Regions from separate parts of the Capsicum annuum genome. Here region 2 is linked to region 1. A link is a contact called in public Hi-C data. All regions are on one chromosome and are shown on one strand. Each heading gives the region's core, a stretch centred on a gene start, on an enhancer-like site or on the middle of the called end of the contact. The rest is flanking DNA. Distances are from core to core; before and after follow the strand shown.

Region 1 (6,217 bases), core at 1,342-3,841:
TTATTGGTCCCACTTAATTAAAAAAAAAATATTGACACATTTTTTGATAAAGGATAATTTGATAAACTTTACCAAGTCTTCCCTTTTTTCTTAAACTTCGTACCCGATCAAATGACGATACATAAAATGAGACGGAGGGAGTACGTTTTATTCTAAGTCTCCCCTATATTTGATCCTAATTATGCCTGGTACTTAGCTTTTCTATAATCGTTACCCCCTCAAATAATAATTGGATTTATATATGGAGGTAATTAGAATCTGATATAATTTAAGAGAGATTTGAATAAAAACGTCAAATTTAGAGGAACTTTAGGCATTCTACCTATGTTAATCTCTCTTTTAGTTATCTTTATCACAATTTTCTACCTTAATAATTTGAGATTAGGCTTGTTGGAAGCAGAGGTAAAGTCAGGATTTTAGGTCTGTGGATTTAGAATTTTAAGGCAAAGAATAAAAAGGATTTGAACCCACGTCTCTAAGGTGGAAGACATTTTACTCTCACCTCTCCTCCGTTAATGTACCAGCATCCCATATTTGTATGTGGGTTCGCAACTATATATTTTATATATTATTTCTAAATTTTATAATATAAATACAAAGTATACATAAAAATTATTGGGTTCGACCAAATCCCAAATACCCTCTACCACCGTCTCTGGTTGGAAGTCATATTAGTTGCATGTAACTTACCCTAGTAGCCCTGAGAGAAATGCTTGCACAACAACAGTCCAAGTTAGTTTTGGCCGCTTATTCCTACAAAAACAGGTAACCAAAATCAATTCTTGTCAAATAAAATATTTTGCATTGTAACTCACAAATATACATAATTTTAAAATAATTTTTAAAAACTTACTGCTTAATAAACTAAAAGCCAAATCATGTATAATACAAAAAAATAAAAAGTGTTAGGTAAATGGAGTGTGAGTATCTCGTTGACATCAATATGTGTGACTCTAAAATTTATGAGATATGACTATTCCAAGAAGTCTCAAGTCGTCAAAGTCGCAAAGATACATTCATCACCAATAAAAAGGGAAAGAGAAGTATTTTTGGAATTGACAAAATAAAAGAATAAAAAGGACACAAAACATAATATGGTGGAGCAAAAGCAATAACTAAAAGTGCATATAATAGACTTGGTGGGGTCAAAAGCGATACTCAAGAAAGATAGGGGCAAGTATTCTTTTCTAAAACAAGCCATGTTGATGAACATATTTACCCATAGTTTTTATTTTGTACTGTTAAGTATCACTACTTTAAAACTTATTCAACTTGGAAAAGATTGTTTTAGAATCTTTTATTTTTGCTTTCTCTTTTAACAACTATTTCTTCTGTTCCATTTATGTGGTAGAGTCAAGTACGATCAATAGTCAAATTATTCAATTTCGGAAAGAATTTAGGTGTCATCTCAACTATTTTATTAGATATCTTCTATTTTCCATCAATGCAAATACCAAATAACTTTGCCAACTATATATGATGGAGATATAAACTCTTCACCTTTTTACATATTTAAAAATGGCATTAAAATTCAAAATTTCTTAAAATTTTGTGGTCACATAAAATTCTCATTAGTAACTTTTACAATTGTAATAGTGTCACATGGGGTGGAAGAGTGTAATTATCTTTCTTGAAATTTTTCTTACATTGATTGATATCGTACTTAAAGTTGTTTTTATGCCCAGTTAATTAATTATGACTAAAGTTATTGTGAAATAACGAACATATCATAAGACGAGACATACTCACCAACCACAAATGAGCAAGTTTATGGGTGTGTCCGTACAAAGAAAAATGTTTTCCGAGAAAAATACTTTCAGAAGCATATATGGGTTCTTTTATTTTTTTGTGTGTGTGTTTGATACATGATCAAAAATATTATTCTAAAAGCATTTGTATATAATTTGGATAAGTACTATAAGAAATATATGCATGGGTGTGGTGGGTACAGGTGTGATGGGGGCTATTGGGGTGGAGATGAGGATGAGGTGTTGTTGGAGGATTTGAAGAAACAATCAATGTGGAATGCTAATTATGGGAATGTGTTCTTGTTTCCACTAAAAATATGAGAATTTTCTTATCAACGTTCTCGTAGGAAAGCCATCGAAAATATGAAGTTTTCTTCACCAGAAACATGTTTGAGAACGAGCCAATTTCCTACGGATTTGGTGGCATTTCTTTAGCTAGTACTAGCACCATTTGAGGCATCTGACAAGTCTGATTTCTCAAGAATTTTGATTGAATGAAAGCAAGAAGATGAAAGAAAGCCAAGTTAATTATTACCATTCAACAACGATAGCAATTGGACCAAGAAAGGCAGTAGCAAAGATCCATCTATAAGCAACCATAACTCTCATAGTCATCCCATCATCTGCTGCCACTTTTGACAATACAATATTTCCTCCCAGCAACACTGCTGCCAAAGTCATTGCTCCTACATGTTTCACTCTTTCAAATCCTGTATAATTCTCAATTACAACCATATTGGAACACAGAATAGAACAACAACAACAACAAGAAGAATATGAAGAAGAGTGAAGTATATTTTTTTGAGAGAGTTAGTACTAAGAGTAATTGTACCAAATGAGCAATTGTTTGGCCCTTTTTATTAGCGAAATTGCGTGTTCAAGCAGCACAATTTTACTACTACTTTTTCTTGCATGCATGCACCATCTTGTAGACAAGTCATGTCTTATTCTACTTTAATTTTTTTTTTTCCAAACATTTAATAAGTAAAAAGCTTTATGGTGAAATAGCTACGTCTTTCCGAAGGGATCTTTTAACACTATTTAAGTACAATACACAAACATGTTTGGAGGGCCACTCCATCCTCTTGTACTGTCCCTCTCTAAAGCCTTTATTAATTACTTATTTGATAATAATAGTATTATTCAAATAAATAATATATTAACTGCCCCCCCCCCCCCCCCCCCCCCCCCCCCCCCCCTCCTTTTTGGGTGTAAAGTATTTTTTTTTTCTGTTAATTTTTCATATTTCAATGCACATGTTTTCTTTGTTAATTGACCATAGGCGGCCCCTGGCCGGTAATAGTTAGCCGTTGCTGGCGGCAAATGTCACCGTTTCACGAGGTTAATTAATTTTATATTACTCCCACCGTTTCAAATTTTTCAATTTGATTTCGCATTTTACTTATCTTTTTTCATTAATCAAGAAGAGATAATTTTTTTTTCCATATTTTACCCTTTGCATTAATTATGTTTTCTTCAAATTAAAATGTAAACATCATTTAATAGGATTATTATGATAAATTAAGCATATTATTAATAATTTTTCTTAATAAATGTGTCATCTCAATTTGGGATGGATACTTTGAGACAGAGTGAGTACATGTTAATTTGACATACCACTTGAAGAAAATTTTTATTAAAAGATTTTTTTTTATTATTATCAAATTAACCTACAATTATTAATGATATTTTAAAACTTTGACTATTATACTACTTTTTGTAGTTATTTTCTCCGCTTAAATTACTTGGTATGTTTGTTAAAAAGATTGTCTCAAAATAATTGAAATGTTTAAATGATCAAGATATAATTAACTATTTTTTTCCAACTCTACCCTTAATAGTAAAGACTATTTTCATATTAATTGAAAAAACTCGTCTAATCAAGATTAAATAGGGTCATATTAGTTAATTTGCGTCATTTATTAATTTGTCTTTAAGAATTGTGCAAAAATCAAACATATCAAGTAATTTGAGACGAAGAGAATATTTAATACCAAAAGGATTTGTCTCATCTTCTTTACATTTTCACTTCATTTTCTCAAGTGCATACTTAGAAGGTTGGCGCTGGTCAAATTTAAAGGCTTCAATTCAATTAACCTAAGCAAACATATTAATTATTCATTTCCAAATGAGAGAGATGACCTATAATAAATAAGGATGATATGGTAAAATTATTATTTTATTTATTATTTTTATAGTGGATGTCAAATCAAATATGAACAAATAAATATGGATGGATGAATAGTAGCGTAGCCACATGCAATGGAGGGTGGTCAGTCGAACACCCTTCGTCTAAAAGTTATATTGTATAGAGAAAATTATATGAAATATATATGTCATAGATTACCTTTCATGTATTTATATTAATTCCTAAATATTCTTAGTGAAATTTATGACTTCGCTACTACAGATGGAGCGTATATAGTTGCAAGAAAATTATTGTACGTAATCCTCTTGCATCTCTTCTTAAAACAGCGCTAATTACATGTATGATAGTTACTAAGTACTTATGTTGAATTGAGTTCTTGATTAACTTTATAATTAGTTTACGGTTTTTACTCGAGCATTTAATTTTCCTTGACACATTTAGAGGGAAAGAAGAGGAAAAATAAAATACTCCTATTTAATTACCGGGAAACTAAATTCCTTCTTTGTTAATCCCGTTACATAAACATTCATAAAGAAAAAAGGAAAATATTACTTACGTGAATGGGACAAATATTTTACTTTTGAAACTTGTTTTTCCATTTTCACTAGGAAAGTAGTTTTTCTTATTTTAAGCAAATTATTCTGTAGAGCAAATATTTTTTCAAAATTGTGACAAGAAAAAAAAAAAGTCCAAAAAAAAGTTTTTCTCCCTACCAGCGTAGTCCGAAAATTGTGCACTTTTGTCTTCCTTGTTCACTTACATCATGTATTTCTACTTTTGGCTTCCTTGTTTCACTATACATCATGTATTTCTACAATTTGATGGATGTCAAATTCTCTAAGAAAAAAAGTAGAGTAATTAATACAAGTAAGATATTTACCAGAAAAACGTGTAACACCAAACATGTCATTTTTCCTTATTTAAGAACCTTATAGATACGTGACCAAATTCAATCCCCATTTACGTATTTTTGTTGTCTCAATTTATTTGATACGATTTAATTGAGCATGAAATTTTAAAAAAGAAATAAAATTTTTAAATAAACTTATTTATATCTCATCTGAGATAAAATTAAATAAAAAATTTAAATTTTATAGAAGGAATACTTATTTATGTATTTTGTTTTTTCTATAGATTTTCTGAAATTGCTTTAAGATTATATTCAACAGGTAGAATATGATGTGTATGTGATTTCCTCGTCCAGTATTATTAGAAGAACAAATGAAATTTGGAGTGAGATTTTTGTAAAGATCTACAACAAAGATAGTTGAAAAGAGAAACACAAACAATTGAGATTTTAAGTGATAGTTTTATTGAGCAGACTCTTGACTTAATATAGACCTACAATTAACAAGAAGAGAAATAATAGACCACAAAAACTGCTAAGTAGTTAGGATAATATAAAATAAAAAAACGTGTATCAATCCTAAAGAATAGAATTTCATGGAACAATCCTTGACCAATTCAAAGTCTACTAACAATCCCTCCCTTGAACTCATTCCTCTTGTCAAGAATTAGTTCAAATCTGAATTTGTGCACATGCCAAGCTCTTCACGCAGTTTTTGAAATGCTTTCACTTTGAGAGGTTTTGTCAGCAGGTCTGCAAGTTGATCTCGAGTACCGTAAAACAAGTTAACAACTCCTTCTTTATTAAGATCCCTTAGGAAATGAAATATTACCCTTATGTGCTTAGAACGATCATGTAAAATCAAATTCTTGGACACCTTAATAGTTGAAGCATTATCACACATTAACTTTGTACCAGCTTCCTGCAAATGACCAATTTCTTTTAGGATCCTCCTCATCCAAATAGCTTGACAAGCGCATGCAGTAGCTGTAACAAACTCAGCCTCTGTAGTTGGCAATGTAAGATAGGTTACTTTCGGGACGACCAAGCTACTGCTCTTCCACTCATCATAAACACGTAGCTTGAAGTACTTTTGCTATCGTCCATGTCGCCAGCATAGTCACTATCAGTGAATCCAACCAACTCACTAGCACCCCTCATTTTTTAAAACACACCATAGTTCACAGTACCTTTTAAGTACCTTAATACTCTTTTTGCTGTTGCAAAGTTTTGTTGTGTTGGGCATGCTATAAAATGACTAATAAGACTTATAACAAACATGAGATCAGGACGAGTGGCTGTGAGTTACATCAGACTCCTCACTACCTGCTTGTATTGAGTTGCATCCATCTTTATGCCATCTTCATCTTTTCTAATCTTTTATTCTGAAACGATAGGATTACAAACTAAATTATAATTTTCTATTCTAAATCGGCTTAAAACTTCAGCTGCATACTTTCTTTGGTATATGAA
Region 2 (6,274 bases), core at 1,954-4,453, 170 kb before region 1:
TGGTTGGAATTGGACAGATTATACATTGAGTCTCATAGCTTTAATCTTTTCTCTTGTGTACATTTAGCATAAATTAAGGAGTTCATTACTTATAATCCTAACTCTTGATTATGCAGCTTAAGTGTCGGAATCTGTTCTTCATCCTTTACTATCACAAACTCCATTTCTTCATCAATGAAGGCCAAGATCTTCCCATTCACATTAACTACTACATGTTGGAGGCCCAGTTTTCTTCTATATACCTTTAACTCTTGTCTTAAAATGGTTCCATCAATCCCACAAAATAAAATTGATACCTCTTATGCATATTCACTAGTCTAGCAAATGCATTTAGGTATTTACTAACATAGTATTCTATATTAGCACTTACATTGAGGTTTAATGTTTTTTGTTGTTGCAGTTCTCCTTATTTGTCTTGACACAGTCTGGGCAGAGACATCTTACCCACTTTTTTTTTCTTGGTGTGGTTTTCCTTAATTTTGTCAATCTACTTAGGAGATTAATTCCCATGTATAGCCACATTTTCATTGTTCCAGATTATGTTATCTGTATCAATACTTTCAATTGGTTGCTCAGACATTCCCTTTAGAGTTGCAAGCAACAAGACCTCATCATTATCAACCTCTAAAACCACCGTGGCTCCTTCAGCATCATCCCCTTTATCTTGTGTTTCTTTCCTCTTAATTTGAGTTGACTCTTCTCGATCCTTCTCCGACTCATTTTCCTTTTCACTAAGTTCACTCAATATTGCTTCACTTATTTTATCTCTTACCTATGGTGATTTTTGCTTCTTTGTATCAAAAATCCTACTCACATAGTCTTTAGTGTTTTCATTCTCATTGTTCTCCTTGTCCTCTCATTCTTTATCCTCTTCATCATTCTCTCTTAATACCTTAAAGGTATTCTTAACTTGATATTCATGTTCTCCCTCGATATGTCTATATTAGTCCCTTCAATACTTGTTTCTCTTTCTCCTCATCCATTCTTGTTTGTTGTAATTATTTTCAACCACTCTACCACTCGTGAGGATTTTCCTCTACTTAGCAGTTGTACCAATGATCACTTTGTTCGTATCTTCTATTTCCCTCTTCTTTCATTTCTCCTCATTTTTATTTGAAATAACTCTGGATGAATGGTCCAACAACTATCCTCGTCATGACCTTGAAGGAAACACTCTTTACAAGATTTCAGAATATAGTCATATTGTATCTTGATCCACTTAAATTTGATATCACCCATATTTTCCTCCTCCTCATTTATTCTTATGCTTTTAGGTAGTTTGGCAGTCAAATCTACCTCAACTTTGACCTTAGCACAAGCATTGTCTTATTTCTAATAGCCATGTCCATCATAAAGGATTGACCTACAGCAAAATCCATAAGAATATTGCCTTCTTGGCAAAGAATTTGCTGGTAAATCTGGTCAGGATACCATGCAACTCTTATCATCATTTCTACATTGGGTTCAAATTATAAATCCCATTTAAGGGTTATGATTTGCCAATACGTCTCCTTGGTCTATACATAAAATGTCACTATAGATAATAAATGGACATAAACTTCTAAACTCATAAGTTTAATCAGGATATATCTGGAATCTAATACCCATTTGTGCATTCATTCTTGATACCACATTGGCTGGAATTGCTCTCCTTAGCTCTTTGATATCAGGATTTTTATATAAGAATTTCCCATAATGGTGTATTGGAAGTTCTCCTGAATGATGAGAGATCTGACTTTCGATACCTTCCACCTAATATTAGGTTCTTATGTAACATTACTATTGATTTTGGTGGCACTTAGGGTATTGGAGGAATAGTTGGCTTAGGTATTATAATATTGACATACTGAGGTAAATTTTGTTCCCTAGGCCTAAGGTTATCAACGTGAGATTGTTAGGATACTTTTGTGTGGGTAACCGAGAGAAGTCCTTGGGAGGGATGGTCTCACCGATGACGGTGTTGGCCATGTTGTCCTGAATCAATACTAGGGTTTTGGTTTTGTAGGGTTTTCTTTAGAGAGAGTCTTTTAGGCTGTGACAATAACAAATTTTTCAGAGCAAAATTGAAAAATGATCAAATTTATCCCTAGATTTTGTTGATGAGTAAGCATCCATACTACTATAGTCTTGATTTATATTATTGGTCAAAAGTGTAAATGGAAGGACAATCTAAATTATTAAAATTGGTACTCTTGCTAGATTGAGTTGTAAATGTTAAAGGAAGCTATCTTATCCACCCCTCCTAGAAAGGGGAAATAGGATGGAAGACAATGTATAGATGTCCCAGAGTTTGTTTTGTAAGATCCTGCTTCTAAGTCCAAAGAGTAGGAGGTGTAAATAGTTTTGCTTGGTTGAATAAAAATTTTGTTTTTCACCAAAAAAATATAGCATAGAATAATCAATATATCCAACTCTAAGAATTGCATTTTCTAAAAAGTAAAAGAATAAATAGGAATTTAAAATTCCATAATAAATATTTATACTAGTTTTATATTTGATAGATAAGTAATCTAAAACTGTATAAGTACACTAATTATAATTAAATTCAATTATAAAGTTACTTTCAGGATAATGATCATGATGTTTCCCTTTTTAAAAAATTATTTTAAACAAGAGTAATCGGAGCACAAAATATTCCTCTTTCGTAGGATTTGAATAAAAGGTCGCACCTCAAATATATATAAAATAACTTTTGAAAATACTAACAAATCAGATCTAATCATATTCTTAGATATATCATTGAACCATTGTTTGTGATTAAACGGTCATAACACACAAAAAAGAGCGATAAAGAAGACAAACATGTTCCAGTTGGGTGGATGGATGAACAAATGGATGGACGACAAATGGATGAATTAGATACAATTAGAGAGTCATATAATGGGTAAATGATAGAGGCAAAAAAAAAGAAGAAGGTGGTAAAAATTTATACTTATCGATGCGAATGAAGTCTGACCAAATGTTTTGACGGCGACCACAAGGTGGAGATTCCCAATAATAAAAAAGGAGATCTTCTCAGATATGTTGTCGGAAAGTTTTCTGAAAAAGGGGGAGAGAGAGTCATAAAACTAGTGAATGATAATGAAAAAAAAAATGAGGTATAAGTTTTATACTTATCGATGTAAATGAAATCTGACAAAGTATCAGACGATAACTCTCAAGACGGAGATTCTCTATTAGTAACAGAGATTTCATAATTTTCTTATCGAAAAGTATTTTGAATAGAAAGTTATATAATGCTTTAACTGAATTGAGATAGAAATATAAAATAATGTATTTTATATAGAGCGACAAAGGAGATTCAACTGACTTTCTTATCCAAGATTTGTAAGTAATAATTTTTCACACAATCAATATAATTTTAAAATGTAATAATATTTCATTTAATATTATTAGAGTTATGAATTAAGTTATGAATTAATACTTTCTCATCTAAATATGCATGTAACTAACTCATAAATAATTTTTACATCATTAACACATTTTTTGGTTTAGTGTGGCGGAGTAAGGTTAGAAATAAAGTCGGATTGTAGATATAATATAGTTTTTGACGTTTTGATAACATAGAGGGTGAACTATCTTATGATGGTTTCATCGGGTATTAATGTGCATTCATCTCTATTATTAATCCGTGACTAGCTAATTTTTTTAATTTAATTCTCAATTTTTAAAAAGATTATTATTTTTATTTATTATTTTTATGTAATATAATTTAAAGTACAACAAACGTGCAAGATTTCTATTAAGCAACTGAAAGATCAAATTTGAGCATATTTCCATGTTCCAACTATTCACGTGATATAAAGTAGCTAATAATTGAATTATACATCAATTTTATCTTGAATATCTCACTTATTATAGACACGTAATTTTATTCCTCCCGAAAGAATATTTTTATTCATTTATCCTCATTTTACCGTAGACCTTGACCCATGTGATAATTTCTACTCAATAATAAATCCAACAAACTCTCAACCAATTTTTGAGACTTCACCCTAACAAATTTAACAAGCTGACCCTACCCCTCATATACCCCTACCCTGACCCCCACCCCCACCACACACTCCCCTAATCACATTTTTTTTTACCACTAACAGAATGGCAAAAGGGAGGGACCCCACGGGAATTTTAAATTCACACATACTATATCACTCACACCTCACCAATTTCCATCTACACACAATTCTCTACACTAACCATCTTTTTCAATTCACAATACATACATAGAAACTCACCATAAATACACCTCCATTTCCATTCAACACAAGCAACATATACACACACATTCTCAACAAATTCACCTCCACTCACTCACACACGCATAGACTAACACAGCCACCAAAAAGACGTACAAAGCCACCGAAAATGCGCACACACATAAGACACCAGAGGACACAACTAAACACAACACAGAGTAAAAAAAACAATGAAAAAGAAGTGACAAATGGCGTGAGGGAGAGAGAAAAGGGGAGCGAGGGAGAGAAAACGATGGAGGTTGATTGTTCCGGCGAGAGCTTGCTGGAAAACGGTACTGCTGCACCCACTTAATCTGTTTACTTTGGTTTTCTTCACTGCCGGAAGACATGAAAATAGTTAACCACCCCGGTTCACTTCAGATTTCATCCAAATTCGATCTGGATCTCTGTTTGTTTTCAGATTTCTAGTTTGGGTACAGCTGTAACAACCCACATTTCAGGCTAGAATGTAAACCATCTTTTCCACGTGTAAATATTTTAAAATCCATAAATCCTATGAAAATTTAATGTGTCAATCAATTATGTAGTGTGGGAATCTGATTGAGCAACAATTGAGATCATAGAGGTCATTTAACTCAATGACGAGTTGAAAACATTTTTATCGATTAAGTTTTAGTGGATAATTTAACTTGAGTCAATTTCCATCGACCATAACTATTTGTATAAATCGAATTAAAAGGCCTACTATATATCAAATGAAAGTTCTTCAAAGTAGCTTTCCAACAATACAAATTTCGCCTAAATCCGATAACCAAACGAAAAGTTATGACTTTACAAATTGGAGTGTGTCGCCTAACAAATCACCTAAGTCAACTGGAATGGTTATGCCATAAGTTAGGCGCCGCCCAACCAAGCTTAGGCAATGGGTTAGGCATCTCCCAGCATAACTTAGGCGATTGGCAATGCGCCGCCCAGCCTAGCTTAGGTGATGGGCAATGCGGCGCATACCTTATGGCCCAACGACGTAAATTCATCATTTTTAAGTCATTTTAAGGGCAACTAAGTCCTTTCTCATCCCAAAATCGTTCCTAATCATCCTTAAACGAATTTAGGCTTATTATTAACGTCTAAACTCTCCTAAGATCCCTAGTTCATCCTTTAAGAACACAAGACGAGAAAACAACTAGGGTTTGAGCACAAGCTTAAAGGTCCAATCTTTTCGAAACTTCTTCACGAATTCTTTAGAATTAAGGTACGTGGGGTTTTTCTAAATCTCATGGGCATGATTTTGATATGAATTTAAATAACAGTTATATATATATATATATATATATATATATGTTATTTTAAGTGGGGTTTCGTTTTTAATACCAACATCATGTTTTGTGATATGATTTTGAAAAGAATATTGAAAGATCATGGGGTTGTTTGCTTATATATCTCAATTGTTGAATTTGTGGACATGTGATTTGAATTTCAAAGGGTGTGATGAATATGAATTGTGAATTCTTTAATTTCCCCATGATGATGTTTTTGTACCCCACATGACACTCGTGTTAAACTACTGAGAACATGAGTTTTATAACCATTACTGTACTACTTTATAAATGATGAAGTTTCTTGACTATTATGTGTTGGGAATCTTTGTGCATGTATTTGATGTATGGAAGTTTTATGTGTGTTCATAATATGATTTGCATAAGAGGTTTTGAGAATTTATGTAGTACTAATGGCTTGCAAGTCGGGGTATGACGATACCCCACGGAGGAATTGCCTCGAATGAAAAGAAGAAAAGAATGTTGCGAGTATGATGCATGTTTTGTCTTAAATCAAGCCTAAAGTTTAAATTGGTGTGAGTTAAGTGGTTACCCGAAGAATACAAGTCAAATGACTCTATGCTGGAAACCGTGATTTAATGACACGGGAACTTAGTACCCTGCTATGTGATCTTGTGTATCTAGTACTATGTCATTCAAAATTGGGACCAATGGTTAGGAGCCCTGCTTTGTGATCTTAAGCCCAACCACGACATATTTACTTGATTGAGGTTGTGACACCCTGCTGTGTGATCTTATGCG

What was found. Hi-C and Micro-C count contacts between places; a contact is called where the count stands out from the background.
Region 2: a contact with region 1 is called in a Hi-C map of pericarp, with 3 times the contacts expected there. The contact joins the promoter of LOC107849284 here to the promoter of LOC107849573 in region 1. A contact is called at or near these places in 4 of 5 Hi-C or Micro-C datasets (bud, leaf, pericarp and 1 more).

What each region holds. Positions count from the first base shown.
Region 1 is chr12:43,378,728-43,384,944 of UCD10Xv1.1, reverse strand. It overlaps LOC107849573 (WAT1-related protein At1g68170), which reads right to left and starts at 2,591. Exons shown (of 8, transcript XM_047401019.1): 1 at 2,284-2,591; 2 at 691-753. The coding sequence starts at 2,483.
Region 2 is chr12:43,548,296-43,554,569 of UCD10Xv1.1, reverse strand. It overlaps LOC107849284 (nucleolin 2-like), which reads right to left and starts at 3,203. Exons shown (of 4, transcript XM_047401021.1): 1 at 3,114-3,203; 2 at 2,933-3,039.